Regions from separate parts of the Mus musculus genome. Here region 1 is linked to region 2. A link is a contact called in public HiChIP or PLAC-seq data. All regions are on one chromosome and are shown on one strand. The core of a region is the stretch at or near the end of the contact, and the rest is flanking DNA. Distances in the headings are between cores, read along the strand shown. Region 1 overlaps Hormad2 (HORMA domain containing 2). Region 2 holds the start of Osm (oncostatin M).

Region 1 (4,827 bases), core at 29-2,528, 160 kb after region 2:
AAAGGAAAAAAAAAAAAGGAATGGCTGAAAACTGAGGTAGCAGGATCTTCAGGTCAAGGCCAGCCTGGACACACAGTGAGTTACTTCCAGGCAAGCCTGGGTTATACCCAAAATCTCAGCTTAACCTTCTACCTTAACAAACTGAGGAAAAGGCTGAGCATGCTGGGACACACCTTTAGTTCCAGCAACTTGGAGGCAGAGGCAGAAAGATCCTGTAATTTGAGAATAGTCTAACCTACATAGTGAGTTCCAGGGTAGACAGAGCTATATGGTGAGACCATAAAAATAGGAAAACTTTCTGTCATTCACATCGTCTCTAATATTCTCATAACATATACTTGCTGTGTCTTCAGTTAGTTCTCAGAGCAAAAACTACATCTTCTGTATCGTTTTCCTCACAGCAAGGCATCTTTTTTTGTTTGTTTTTGTTTTGTGTTTTGTGAGACAAGATCTTTCCACATGAATCTAGCTGTCCTGGAACCCACTATGTAGACCAGGCTAGTTTTGACCTCACAGATCCACCTAACTATGGCTTCCAAGTTCTGGGATTAAAGGCATGAGCCACCATTGTCTGGCCAAGACACCATTATTTTTTGGTTTTTGTTTGTTTGTTTTCAAGGTACCAGTCTTAATACAGCCCAGTAAATCTGAGCATGAAAGAGATCTCAGAGATCAATTTAGCTCAGCCAACTCCCTGAATCGTTGGTTTTTGTAATATCCTAAAGACAGTCATCTATACTCTATCTTGAACAAAAGCATATGTGCGCATGTATTTTATATGTATATATAATATGTACATATTATATATGTCTATGTATGCATGTAATAGATGTAACCAGAGCTGGTGATGGGGAGCTACCCCTTTTTATCAAGTAGCTATCATTATCAAAAATGCCATCCTTAGGAGGTGGAAAAACTGGAAGTTTCTGAATATTATCATATATTGATAATATTCATCCAAACTCTATACAAATTTCAAAAATATGTATATTTCACTCCTGCTACTGTTAATCCAATAGAAGGTAAGGAAAGGAGGTGTCACACTTGCAAGGTATTTATTGTAATGCTATTTATAATAGCATTATCAGAAATTAGCCTACACATTAGTCAGCTCTTTGTCACTAAGAAATAGTTGATTTATAGCTTTGGAGTTCCTGACTGACTGGCCCACTGCTTTGGGCCTGTGACAAGACAGGACACCATAGTGGGAGTATGTGTCAGGACAAACTGCTGACTTTATCACCAGGAAGCAAAAGGGAGAAGGAAGAAGCTAATTTTCAAAGACATGCTTCCTGGCTACCAGGCCTCTTACTAGGTTCCACTTCCTAAAAGGCTTCATCTGTCCTCAATAGTGCAAGCCTGGGAACCAAGCCATTAAATGTAAAGTACTGGGGAATGCTCAACATTCACGTATGACAACCGAAATATTTAAAAATAGAGAAATGATATGAACCTAAATGAACCAAAAAGTCATTGAACTTTACATATAAAGGCTAGGTAGGACATATTTACAAAATTATTGCTAAATAAAAATGAAATTATATATACCATTATTGAAATAATATACAAATAAATATATCCATTGAAAAATACTGAAAAGAATGGGGCATACAAAGTTAAAATTTGTATTGATAAGATATAAGGACAGTTGAAAGATCTGAATTTTCAATTACTTTAATGTTGTTAATTGTATTGTTTTAAAAAGCTCTTTCAGGCTGTAGCTATAGTCAGTAATAGAACACAAGCCTAGCATGCACAAGGCCTGGTTCCATTCTTACCACCGAAAGCAGCCAAAGAGCTTTATCACATTACCCTCTTCCCTACCTCTGCTCTGCTCACAACTGCTATTTTCATACACTGCATCTTTATGCCTCTTGAAATTACACAAACAATACTATTTGAAGTATTTGAGAATGATAAATACCTTCATTCCTGGCACTCTGAAAGACAGACTGAATGTTAGAGAGACCCAGTCAGGAACTGTAGCTGTTACTCACCAAGAAAGCCTCACGGCCTGAGTCAGCATGGTCGGATAGGGCCGGGCTTGAGAAGTATTTCAAAACAGAGCGGACTGAAACACGATCCAAAAGGATGTGAGGAGTAAGGAGAGGATGGAGGTTAAACATCTTGGTTGTTTGGAAGAGTGGCAGTGCCTAGTGCCACAGATAGTAAGCCTGAGAGGAAAATGATTGAAATTCCATTTAGAGAGTAAAATGAGGGACCTATAGGGAATACAAGTCTGTGCATTGATAGAGACTTGTAGGTACTGTGGTGGTGTGAATGAGAATGGCCTCCATAGGGTCATATACTTGAATGCTTAGTCAGCACGGACTAGCACTATTTGAAAAGAATTAGACCAATAAGTAGGCGTGGCTTTGTTGGAGGAAGTGTCTTTGGGCTTTGAGGTTTCAAAAGCCCATGCCAAGTCTAAAGTCTTCTCACCTACAGATCAGGATGTAGCTAGCTCTTAGCTACTGTTCCAGTGCCTGACTGCAAGCCACCATACTCCCATCAAGATGGACTAAACCTCTGAAACTGTAAGCAAGTCCCCATTTAAATGCTTTCTTTTTACAAGAGTTGCCTTGGTCACAGTGTCTTCACAGTGACTAAGACAGATGTGTACATCTGTACACCAATGGTACTGTGAGGACCCTATAGGTATGCACGTCTGCACATGGGTGGGAAGATCAATGTGTGGTCAGGGAGAAAACAAACAGAAAAGAAACCATGAGTAAAAGAAAAGAGAAGCAATAGATGTGAACAGCACAATCAAAACCTAACTTTTTAAAAAATACTGATTTGGGGCATATATAATAATAAAGGGACTCAAATAAATAGCACCAGATGGAAAAGAGGCAAACAACTACAGAAACATAATAGATTCCCAATCTGTGAAAGCATCATAAATAACTCCAAGTATAGCCAAAAGTGACTGAGAAAAAGGCCAGGTACTCATATGTTCACATGCATATGTGTATATGTGTATATACATGTGTGTGTATGTATATATATATATTTATGGTGATCTTTGTTTCTGTTTCCCTTCACTCCTATCCCAGCACTAAGGCAAACTGAAGCCAGTGTCTCATATGTGCACACTCCACCATAATTAAACAAAACTTCTTTCCCTGTGGTTACTGCTAGGTTACTGTCCCTTTAGAGAAGGACACAGAGTATGCCTCTGTAAGCTCTGGAGTAGACTAGAATTTCTTTTCTTTAAGTATTTAAAAATTATTTTTCTGTGTATGTGTGTGTAGTGCCCACAGAGCCCAAAAAGGGCACTGAACCCTTGTCTAACGAAGGGTCCTTAACAAACGTTTCTTAAGAAGTATTCTAAATACTTTTCATTCTGCTGAATGTCGCTTGAAAAGACTAACAAGTTGAATTCTTCTAAAATTAGAAACTTCTGTTCAAAATTTTGGTATAAATTATTGACCTGTACATTTTTTCTTTACCCTGACTCATTCCTTTCCAGTTCTTGATTACTGATTCAATAGACACCAAGAAAATCATTTCATATTACCAAATGCTATTCAACTGCATATTGTATACTTTGTTGTAAATAATGGTGAACAGCAGTCAAGAAATTGTTTTATATTCCTCTAAAAAAAAAGAACTGTTCATAAAATATCTCTATAAAACAGTGAAAAGGACATTTATGAAGTTAAGATATTTACTATACACTTGTTTTGGAGGATTACTTCTCTACAGAATGTATCTGTAGAATTCCTACACATCAGTGAGTCAGACAAGTGTGCTGACTTTCACTATTCAGAAGGGAAACAAAAATGAAAACCACAACAACTCATCACTGCCACCCACTAGAATGCTTATCCCTAACAAGATGAAATATGCTCAGCATACAAAATATACCTGATAAAAATGATAGAAATCGCCAAAGTGGATGAAGATGCAAAGCAGCTGTGTGGACCTCGGCACAAGCGCTTGGGAAGCTGTACCTAGCCGGGCTAACTGCATGCATGCCCTTTGACTCAGCTGTCCACTCCTTCCAACCTGATTCCCACCGTCAATATGTCCTGACCGAGCACCGAGCACCAGAAGTCTTAGCAGTGCCTGTCCTAGTGACCCCAAGTCAGAGCACATCCAAATGGATACCAGCGACAGCATGAACAAAAAATGCATGCTAACAGAAGGAAGGATGCCAATGCTCTTGCTAACTGGAGTATGAACTGTGAGGTTAAAACTATGTTTCTAAGCAGCTGGTAGTATCCCACCTCTTGATCTGATTGATGCTTTTGTCAGACTATTCAGCAGGGCCAAGATGTGTTGAGACAAGCAAGAACCCAGGGAGAACAACTTAAGGAGGCTCTCACTCTCTCCCCTGGGCATCTTGCTTGCCTGACCCATGTCCCAGCCGTCCCTACTGTTTGGTTTGTGTCTGTTTACTGAGCTGTATCACTAAGTTATTTATTTGTCTGCATGCATAAAATAATTAGACATAAAACTGTAAAGGGGTCTGAGCTACCTCATACCATAAATGAAATCTCACACACACACACACACACACACACACAAACACACAGAGATTATTTCATTTATGGTATGAGGTAGATAGTATATATGTATATATATGTGTGTGTGTGTGTGTATTTTTAATAAAAAAGACCTCATTTTTATTGAATATGTAAGTTGTCACTTCCAAGTGATACTCCATTATGTTCAGAGCAAGGGAACTTTCATCAGGCAAAGGTTACATATTTGAGGAAGCAATTGGTATTCTAATGGAGTCCTTGAATAGCTGATGGTACAGAATTCAACCTGGAGTTGTGCCAGCAAGGATCTGTAACTCTGATGGTCTTGAGTTTT
Region 2 (4,608 bases), core at 204-2,703:
GGAGGGTCTCTTGCCAACATATGGGTTCCGAGAAGCACGACATAACACTCTCCGGCTAGATCTGGGGCTGCTTGGAGCTTCCCTCTGTCTCCTTATCACAGTGAGAGCTTGAGTGTAGGGGTATAGGGACTGTCCCAGGATGACATCACGGATATGAAATGCAGAAGGATCCCTGACCAGGGCCCTAGGGAACAGCACCCTGGAGTGGGCAGAGGTAAGAAATTCAGTAGGAGGAAATGAAGACTTCAGAAGGATCTAGTCTAGACTGTACTGGGGAGTTGCTAACAAGGGGGACACTCTGCTAGGTGCAGAGAATATGTGGATGGGGGCACAGTCGCCTCCTGGATAGGGAGTGGGGGGGTTGTTGAATGAATATATGAGGGCCAACAGCAGGTACAGCCTAAGGATGCTCATTCTAGCTTGGCAGATGTGCTGTGGCTTCCAAGCATGGCCTGTGGATCTGGCTCAGCCTGGGCCTCAGTCCCTCAGTGCGGAGAAGCAGAAGACCCACCCATGATGGATCGCTATCTTTCAGAGAAAGTGAAACCTTGTGTCCAACTGTCGCAGCTCCCCCACCCCTCCCTCCAGCTTCCCCTCTGAGCTCACAGCTTCCCGGTCTCCCCCGCCCCCTCCATCCCATCCCCTGAAAACCAGTACTTGGAATTCAAGCCTAGTCTTTTCTTTTTTCTTCAAAGGCTTTTTTGCCTTTTATGTCCATGTTGGCAGTGACCTTGAGGGGTGAACCAAGGAGTGCTTTTCTCTCTCGCTTTCTCAGGTGGGGCTCAAAGTAGCTGAGTGACTTGCCTCAGACAACACAGCGACACAGCGTGTCACAAGCTTTGAACCCGTTCTCTAATTTCTCTTGCTCCAAGGGTCCTAAAGGACCCTGTCTACAGAGAGAGGATCTGGGATTGGGAAGGCTGGGCGAGGACAGTTAATAGAGACAATGGAAATGAGTTGGGCTAGAAGATGCTGACCTGGGATTAGAGGCACAATCTTTGGGGCCCAAGTCTGGCTCTGTGCCCAGAGCCTGGTGGTTTCCGCTCACAGATGTCCCGACAGCCCAAGCGAGAGGGTGGGAAGGGCACTCAACAAGGAAGATGTCTGGCTCCCTTTAGCCCTAAACCTTCGTGTCCTAGGAGGTTGGTAGTTTCTGGACCAGGGGTGGCCTCCCTTGCAAGTCGTGCTCTGACCCCTGGACTGATCCCTGAAGATGATACGGACCCCCGTGCTGCCCGCTCACCCCAAGAAGGCTGAGGCTGCGGTTTACATCATCCTTGGGCGTGGGGCTGACCTCGAAGAACGAATTCGAAGAAAACGGGAGGAGGAGCGGGCATGTCATGGCGCATGGCGCCCATTGGCCGCCTGGGGAGACTTTGGTTTTTGGGGTCATGTTCCCAGAAGGCCTGCCCTTCCCCCTCCCCCTCCCCACCCACCTCACGAGATGTTGGCCAATCGCCCCGTCGGGCATAAAGTGGCTGCCAGCCTGCAGGACACCCAGCCAAGCTGTGTCACCCCTGAGAGGCACGGGCCAGAGTACCAGGACCCAGTATGCAGACACGGCTTCTAAGAACACTGCTCAGTAAGTACTTCCTTCCTTTCTACCATCCCAGGGCGCAGCTGGGCCAACTGGCTGCTGTAGGCACCCTCTGCCCTTGGGAGCTGTAGATCAAGTGAAGGATGTGGACGAGAGGGAGAACTAGTAGGGCAGGGATCCACTGAGACCCCAGCATAGCCACAGGTGGAAACGTAGTATTTCTGGAAGGTATTCCAGAGGGAGGCGTGAGAGAGACCATGCCGGGGACCAGGGCATGAGGGAAGAGGAGAAAGAGTGAGAAGAGTCTGGAGAAGCCCAAGGCAGGTAGGGGATGAGCAGAGAAGGAAGTTCCAGATCTGCGCGGAAATGGAGCAAGGGGCTCACTTCTTGCTCTGATTCAATTCTCGGGGTCTGGGGCAGATGCAAAGTCAGCCAAGCCAGAGGTCCTTAGATCATCCCGCCACTCATACAGCCACACCCACACGGGGACAGGCAAGCAGAGCCATCTATGTGGGAACAGGTCCTCCCTCTCAGTAAGGTAGGAAGTCTCACCTGCAGACCAGAACCCCCGGTGACCGGGGCAGGTACTGCAGTGCCTCACCTAGGTCTACGGGCACACCCCCACAGGCACTGGTCCATGTGCACCTGTTACAAGCTCGCTGTGGACCCTCACTGGCAGTGTAGCTGCAGACACGGGGGAAGATGGGGAGGGGACTTGTGGTTGGCACGCCTGGGCTACAGGCCCTCCCCAGGGGCGAGGGGGTGGGGTGGGGTGGGGCTGGTTGGTTTGTAGGAAGGGAAGGATGGTGTCGTAGCCTTCCGGGCCATTGCACCACAGGCCCCTTCCGACCACGTGGCTGCCGGTGCCTGTGAGGGTGGGGGCCTGCGAGCTGGAACTATGATCATCTGCCCTCACCCCTACAACCTTCTCCTGGGCTCCCAGCAGTCCTGGTGTGTGCGTGTGTTAGGGGTTCGTGTGTCGGTGGCAGGAAGGGCAGGGCGAGTGCTGAGCATGGGTGACCTGGACAGGCTTTCCTCTCGCATCTTGCTCACCTTTCAGCAGAATGGCCGTCAGCACTGGCTGGCCCAGTGAGTGGAGAGGTGCTTTTTCTGGCTCTGTGAAAAGAGCTTAGGTGACCTGCTGCCCTGGGGCTGCACCTCAGGACAGACCCCTGGTCAACTCTATTCTGCCTACAGGGAATGTTAAGGTCTATAAAGTAGTCAGGAACTTAACCTGTCAGTCTTAGGACAGAGCTAACCCTTGTATGAGGCCAGATATCTTATAGAGGACTCTCTTGTCTGTTCGTTATGCCATAAAGTCAGGACAGGGATGCTGGAGGCTACAACCCAACCTCTCCCCGAAGAGCTGCAGGGAAATTGCAGCCACCACCATCTCCTTCACCCTGTTTGGTTTATGGTGGAAGGTGGTAGCCCCAGTGAGTGCTTCTGTGCAAACCCAGACCCTACTGTGTGCCCAGCTCCTCCCCTGGGCTGGACAACCACCAGTCAGGTAACTGATGCGCTCTTCTCTGCCCAGGTTTGACCCTCAGTCTCCTCATCCTGAGCATGGCACTGGCCAATCGTGGCTGCTCCAACTCTTCCTCTCAGCTCCTCAGCCAGCTGCAGAATCAGGCGAACCTCACGGGGAACACAGAATCACTCTTGGAGCCCTATGTAAGCCTCAGCCCTTAGGGTACCTGAACCTCAGAGAATCTTGGGGACTAGTGAGAGAGTGAACACATGGAGGACCAGGAAGGGGCAGGAGGGGAAACTGAGGCATTCTAGGGACGGCAGAGCTGCTCCGCTCCCAGTTGGTTTTACGAGACAGGGTTTCTTTGTGTAGCCCTGGCTGTCCTGGAACTCACTTTGTAGACCAGGCTGGCCTCGAACTCGGAAATCTGCCTGCCTCTGCCTCCCTCCCGAGTGCTGGGATTAAAGGCGTGCGCCACCACCACCACCACCACCGCCCGGCCCCAACTCCATTTCCTGACTGTCTGGAAAGTTTGGCATTTGGTTCTAGGTTCCCAGATGCAGCAGTGAGTGAACCTGTCAGGGCTCCTGCAGCCCCCACCACACCTAGGGACCCTCACTCTATCCACTGCAAGCACAGTCACCCCAGGGCCCTGACAGCCCTCCTGCCCATCTCTGCTGGCGTCAGATTTCTCTTCATACCTTGGTTTTTGTTTTGTTGTTTTTTTTTTCCATCTCTTTGTTGGGAAGATCATACAAGAGCTTGTGTTTTTTTGTTTGTTTTGTTTTTTGTTTTTTTGTTTTTGTTTTGTTTTTGTTTTTTTCGAGACAGGGTTTCTCTGTGTAGCTCTGGCTGTCCTGGAACTCACTCTGTAGACCAGGCTGGCCTCGAACTCAGAAATCCACCTGCCTCTGCCTCTCAAGTGCTGGGATTAAAGGCCTGTGCCACCACGCCCCGCTAGAGCTTGTGTTTTAAAGGCAGCCAAGACGGGTTTCTCTGTGTTTGAGGGGTTTTGTCATGCATTCCTCCATCTCTTCCTTCCTCAGATCCGCCTCCAAAACCTGAACACACCTGACCTGAGAGCTGCCTGCACCCAGCACTCTGTGGCCTTCCCCAGTGAGGACACACTCCGGCAACTGAGCAAGCCTCACTTCCTGAGCACTGTGTACACCACACTGGACAGAGTCTTGTACCAACTGGATGCTTTAAGACAGAAATTTCTGAAGACTCCGGCTTTTCCAAAGCTGGACAGTGCCCGGCACAATATCCTCGGCATAAGGAACAATGTTTTCTGCATGGCCCGGCTGCTCAACCACTCCCTGGAGATACCTGAGCCCACACAGACAGACTCTGGGGCCTCACGGTCCACTACAACACCAGATGTCTTTAATACCAAGATAGGCAGCTGTGGCTTTCTCTGGGGATACCATCGCTTCATGGGCTCAGTGGGGAGGGTCTTCAGGGAATGGGACGATGGCTCCACACGCAGCCGGAGACAGAGCCCGCTCCGGGCCCGGCGCAAGGGAACCCGCAGAATCCGGGTCCGGCACAAGGGAACCCGCAGAATCCGGGTCCGGCGCAAGGGAACCCGCAGAATCTG

The links. HiChIP or PLAC-seq counts read pairs in DNA pulled down with a chosen protein or histone mark.
Region 1: a contact with region 2 is called in an H3K4me3 HiChIP or PLAC-seq map of bone marrow-derived macrophages, with 3 times the contacts expected there. The contact joins the enhancer-like site here to the promoter of Osm in region 2. A contact is called at or near these places in 5 of 39 promoter capture datasets (3T3-L1-derived adipocytes, the HPC-7 cell line, frontonasal cranial neural crest and 2 more), 1 of 15 datasets of contacts at CTCF or cohesin (the NIH/3T3 cell line), 8 of 115 datasets of contacts at active chromatin or transcription factors (the 230-238 cell line, the SCID.adh cell line, bone marrow-derived macrophages and 3 more) and 3 of 9 other capture datasets (adipose tissue, liver and pancreatic islet).

What each region holds. Positions count from the first base shown.
Region 1 is chr11:4,399,448-4,404,274 of GRCm38.p6, forward strand. The region is part of intron 10 of Hormad2 (HORMA domain containing 2); the gene reads right to left. Among named protein-coding and RNA genes, the nearest start is that of Hormad2, 39 kb to the right of the region's middle. Within about 2 kb of position 1,279, at least 30 of the 459 cell types and tissues checked have an H3K27ac peak or open chromatin away from gene starts, as enhancers often do. A contact at or near this core is called in the HPC-7 cell line, the NIH/3T3 cell line, bone marrow-derived macrophages and 1 more, where this site is marked.
Region 2 is chr11:4,235,332-4,239,939 of GRCm38.p6, forward strand. Osm (oncostatin M) reads left to right here and starts at 1,454. Exons shown (of 3, transcript NM_001013365.2): 1 at 1,454-1,582; 2 at 3,075-3,211; 3 at 4,055-4,608. The coding sequence starts at 1,552.